Regions from separate parts of the Rattus norvegicus genome. Here region 1 is linked to region 2. The links are chromatin contacts, called in public Hi-C maps. All regions are on one chromosome and are shown on one strand. The core of a region is the stretch at or near the end of the contact, and the rest is flanking DNA. Distances in the headings are between cores, read along the strand shown.

Region 1 (2,700 bases), core at 88-2,587, 320 kb before region 2:
AAATCAAAGGAGCAGGTATTAAGTTTGTGAAAGTGAATTGATGTGAAACTTTTTGCATAAATTTTGGTACAAGGTGGGAAAGGCTGGGCAACATAAACAACTGTATTATTACCAAGATTCATTTCTGCTTTGAACTCTACCTTTGGCTTTTAGTTGAGAACTGAGTAGAAAATGTCAAGCGGTAACTTAGATTTACTGGGTTTCATCCCAGTTTTCCTCTCCACACTTTTCTTGTCTCACTGGGAATCCCAGATCTCCTTGGAGTGAGCCCCACTTAAGCTGCCTACCGAGAACTTTTCTAACTCTCGGATTAACAGCGCTCACTTTAGCCTTGTCCAGACGACCCAGCAGGATGGACACAAAAAAGGGAGAGGTTAGGTGCCCTGTCGCGGTCCAGAGCGCATGCGCATTGGTTTAGGGGGCGCGGAGGGAGCAAGTCAGTGCCGCTCTAGAATCCGGAGGACTTGGGTCTCTCTGGTCACTACTCGGGGATAAGGCGTCCAGAACTTCCGGCGCCGAAAGAGTGCGCAGCAAATCCCCTAGGAGATGAAGCTAACAAGGAAGGAAGAAGAGCCAAAAGAACCTGCGAGGGAGGTGGGGTGCGGAGCCTGTTGCCTAGGTAACAATCGCCCCTTATCTCCGCCCCTTCGGGCCTGTGGAGCCGGTAAACTCAGAAGTGCACACGAACTTGGTGGACCCTTGCCCTCTCTTCTCCCAAACTCCCGAGGCCGCTAGTACGCATGCGTGAGAGCATGGAGCGGGGCTGCGCGCGCACCCATGAGGAGCGCGCGTCACCCCTTGGGCGGATCCCGCCGCGAGTGGGACAGCTGGGCGCGCGGGGGCGCGCGCGTGAATGACAAGGGCGCGGCTTTCCCGTCCGGTAAACTTTGATTGGATAGAGTAAAATGAAGGGGTTGGAACCTCCGTGGGGGCTGTTCAACGATTGGCCAGGGGCTGGAGGAGCGTGGTCCTGGGGCGGCCGGTGGGGTGGTCTGCTTCGGCGCACGCGAGGCTTTGGTGGAAGCGGCGGTCCTTGATAAGTGAGCGAGTCCAGGGGAACACTCATCACTGGGTCGGCAAGACCCAGGAACCCCAATCCCCCGAGGAGGTGTGGCGGCGAGGTGCCGGCCGGTCGGTGAGTGCGGTCCCGGGAGTCCCAGCGCCCCGCCCCTCCCTTTCTTCCGGGGCCGCGCCGCGCCCCCCTGGATCCCGGGCCGCGGGGTTCTCTGTGCCAGCGGTCCCCTCTCGCCTGCTGCTCAGGTCCTGCTTCGTAGCCCACAGAGGGGGAACTGAGAAGCCCTCGGGACGATCTTCTCACCAGCGCCTCATATAGACCATGGCCGAACCGTTGAAGGAGGAGGACGGCGAAGATGGCTCTGGGGAACCCCCTGGGCGGGTGAAGGCAGAACCCGTCCACTCCGCTGCATCTGTCGTGGCCAAGAACCTGGCCCTGCTCAAAGCCCGCTCCTTCGACGTGACCTTTGACGTGGGGGACGAGTACGAGATCATCGAGACCATAGGCAATGGGGCCTACGGGGTGGTGTCCTCGGCGCGCCGCCGCCTCACGGGTGAGCTGGCTTCCTGAGGCTCAGCATGTGTGGACTGCTTTCCAGAGGCCCCGCACGGTTCCAGGAGGATCAGCTGCACCGGGGATTCTGGTTCCACTCACGCTTACCGACTAGGTGCCAGCTCCCCGTTAGGTACCCTTCTCAGGAACCCTGTTTCTCCCAGTCCGCCTACTTTTTCCTTAGGGGAAGGATATCTCTTTAAGCCAGAATAGAGAGATACTCCTTGGTGCCCATAAGAGATACGTTCTAGAGCCAGAGATTGGCACAATGGATTGGTGGTGGAATGGGGAGGATCAGTGATGGAACGACTATGTGAGGAGGGAGAATGAATTAGTACAATCACAACCACCACTAACTAGCTGTGCCTCCTCTGTATGTGAGCTCTTAGTCGCTGCTTCATGAGGTAGTTGTGAAATTAAAATTTGCTCAATGGTACACACAAGGCCCTGCACACAGTAGGTACTTCTTGCTATCTGGGTTCTAGAAGGGCAGTGCTGAAAGGAACCTGCAGCTAACTTGAAGGTACTCTTCTGGTATATGCCCTTTCCTGCTCTCCAGGTCAGCAGGTGGCCATCAAGAAGATACCTAATGCTTTTGATGTGGTGACCAATGCCAAACGGACCCTCAGGGAACTGAAGATCCTCAAACACTTCAAACACGACAATATCATCGCCATCAAGGACATCCTGAGGCCCACTGTGCCCTATGGAGAATTCAGATCTGTGTAAGGAGTGGGCCAGGAGGAGGAGACACGGTTGGGATCAGTTGAAGTCCAGGGCCAGTTATACTGAAGTTCTGGAAAGGCTATCGAACCTAGAGTGATGCGGGCTGTACTTCTAAGACTGCTGCCCCGTAGGACATTGGTAGGGACAGTTCTTATTTCCCAAGAAGAGTGCAAGGGCTGGGGATATAGGTCAGTGGTAGACAGATGAGCATCTCTGAGGTTTTAGGTTGACTCTCCTGTACTAAGGGGAAGAGGATTTACCTCTTTATGGGCAGCCACCTTTGGTTCTATAGTAAGTTCAAGGCCAGTCAGAGCTGTGTGAGATGATATTCCAAAGACAAAACAAAAAACCTGAACAACAGTAGAGGAGAGACAGACAGACAGACAGGACAGGTCCAAATTGTGTAG
Region 2 (2,762 bases), core at 72-2,571:
ATGCCCTCCTCTTCTCTATGCTGTAACACCTCTCTGGACGATAATCAGATGCCAACTAAGATAGCATGCTAAGCCATATCTAAGTTTGGGTAAGACCATCACTGCTTTAAGGCCAGGCTGGTACCAATCAGACAAGCCTCAACTGCAATTGCTCCTTGGAACCATGACAGCAAAATGCCTGTTGGCAATTTTTCTCAACTGCCTTGTCTGGTAGCTGCTGTTACTTCAGTGCATTCGATGAAGTCTCTACTTCTGCCTTTTCTGACTTGGTGAATCACTTCACTGTTCCACATCGTGCATACCTGTCTGCCAGAGTTTGACACCTAGCTGTTACCCTGTATAGGGAATAATGGGGGGAGGGTCTACTTACTCGGTAGATACAATTTGTAGGGTGGAAGACCAGTATTTTCTCTTCTGAGTTGGTTTACTGCACATCTGTGTAATTACCCTCAGATAGGGGGGCTGAATGAATTATAGCTCTATACTGTACCTACTTAAGAGTAGCTAGTGTGAGTAATGTGGCTGGTACAAATTGAATATGCTATACCGAAACTGTAAAATACGGTATTTCAAAGCCAATGCAAAAATTTGACATGATATTCTGCCTTTATTGGATTACTTGTTAAAATCAATTTTATCTTACTTGTTGCAAAAAAATTGTACAAAATGTACTAAAAGAATTCGTATGCGGGCTGGCATTCTAGTTCAATAGGACAGCGCTGAATACGATCTAGGGAAGGAAACCCACTCTGTGTTCTTGCCGCGCCCAATCGCCAGCTGTGACATTGCGGTACCTAACACAGTTGCCAAGATGGCAGTCTCTGCAGAAACGCCCACACAAGCAACTCCACTGACCAACAAACCTGGAAACCCTCCTCGCAGACGCAGGCCCTGCCCTGCCCCACCCCGTCCGTCGCCCCGCCTCTTTGCGGCAGAGCTCAGGCCGGTGCAAACCGGTTCAGTGGCCTGACGGACACTCAGTTTTACCCAATCGTCAGTACGCCCCGCCTTCCAAGAAGAGACTCGAAACGTCACTTCGCTGCCGTCTCCAGAGGCGTCTCGAAAGCAGACCGGACCAACCCTCCAGCCTATAATAGGCGCAGACCGTGCCTCAGACTGCAAACCACCAATGATGTGACGCAGGGGCGGGATCCTGTTGGCCCACCCACTTGCCTTCCGGAGCCTGCGGTCGAGAGGAGGGCTGATAGGCGGGACCTAGAGCGTCGGAGCCTGCGCACTAAGGCCGCCGGACTGGGTGACGTTATCCTTTCCCGCGGATAGCCCCGCCTCGCCCCACCCCGCCCCGCCCTCCTCGAAGTCGGAGAGCTGCGCGAGCGGTCTGTGCTGCTGTCGTCTGCCTCGGTTCTCAACGCGGTCTTTGTCCTTCCAGCTTTGTTCTCGCCGCGCTGGCGTCGTCCTCGCCCCCGTCGCCGCCTGCCCCGCGCGCCCGGGCCTTGCCCACCATGGTGGCCAGGCCCGAGCCTGAGGTCGAGGCCATGGACGCTGAGCTGGCGGTGGCGCCGCCAGGCTGCTCGCACCTGGGCAGCTTCAAGGTGGACAACTGGAAGCAAAACCTGCGGGCCATCTACCAGTGCTTCGTATGGAGCGGAACTGCCGAGGCTCGCAAGCGCAAGGTGAGCCCTAGTCCTGCGCCGTTCTCCGGGCTGGGATGCGGGGAGTGTAGGTGGGAGTGGGAGAGGAGAAGCCTGGTAGTGTGGGGAGGAAGTAGAGGGAGCCAGGCCTTGAGGGGTGGGCGTGAGGGGAAGCTTCGCTGTGCCGGGGAGGGGCAGAGGAAGGGGCAAGACGAAGCCTCGCGGTGCGAGGAAGGGGCTAAAGGAAGCATCCTGGTACGAGGGGGAAAGGGGAAGCCTCGTGGTGTAGGGAGGGGGCTAGAGGAAGCATCATGATGCTGGAAGGGAGACTAGGGGGAGCCTCGCGTTGTAGGGAGGGGGCTAGAGGAAGCGTTGTGGTGCAGGGAGGGGGCTAGAGGAAGCGTCGTGGTGCAGGGAGGGGGCTAGAGGAAGCGTAGTGGTGCTGGGAGGGGGCAAAGGACCGCCTAGTTGGCGCTGTTGGAGGTGTGGCGACGGAAGCCTGGAGGGGATGAGGAGAGGGATCTGAGCTAAAAATGAGCCGGAGGAGGAAGATCTGTCTGGACGTTCCTTTGCGGAGTAGTCCTTGTTTGTAAAGGTCGCGGTGGGGGGTCGGGGTCTGCAGGGTAGTTCTGTGGATCGCAGCGGGTTCCCGAGGATGGGGACCGACGCGGACACCTGAGGCTGGCAGGGCCTCTGTGCACTTGAGTTGAGAATCGAGATTTTAGTAGGAGGTGATTGACAGCCGCAGCCATCGAGGTAGTGGCTATTTTGTTGGCCCTGTAAATCTCAGCAGCTGTGATTATTTTACTAGTGATTTGGAGGTGGAAAAATGTTATTCTTTAATCTTAAAAAAATCATTATTACAATTTGATTTTGAAGGTGAAAACTGGAATGGGGAATTGTTTGTTTCTAACTTGAGCAGCGTTTTATAATGGGAGAACTGACAAATCCACTGGGTATATCATTTAAGCATCAAATTCTCCCACTTTAGTTTTTCAAGACAGGGTTTCTCTCTGTAGCCCTTGGCGTTCTTGAACTCGATTTATAGACCAGGCTGGCCTCTAACTCACAGAGATCCGTCTGCCTCTGCTTCTGGAACGATGGTTTTAAAGGTGAATGCAAACCACCACCACCACCACCCAGCCCCGCACCCCAAGCTAAATTCCCTTT

What was found. Hi-C and Micro-C count contacts between places; a contact is called where the count stands out from the background.
Region 1: a Hi-C map of mammary epithelial cells shows a contact between it and region 2, with 2.2 times the contacts expected there. The contact joins the promoter of Mapk7 here to the promoter of Usp22 in region 2. A contact is called at or near these places in 5 of 12 Hi-C or Micro-C datasets (Schwann cells, hepatocytes, kidney and 2 more).

What each region holds. Positions count from the first base shown.
Region 1 is chr10:46,673,471-46,676,170 of GRCr8, reverse strand. Mapk7 (mitogen-activated protein kinase 7) reads left to right here and starts at 1,337. Exons shown (of 6, transcript NM_001191547.1): 1 at 1,337-1,568; 2 at 2,127-2,292. The coding sequence starts at 1,337.
Region 2 is chr10:46,353,498-46,356,259 of GRCr8, reverse strand. It overlaps Usp22 (ubiquitin specific peptidase 22), which reads left to right and starts at 1,321. Exons shown (of 13, transcript NM_001191644.2): 1 at 1,321-1,634. The coding sequence starts at 1,464.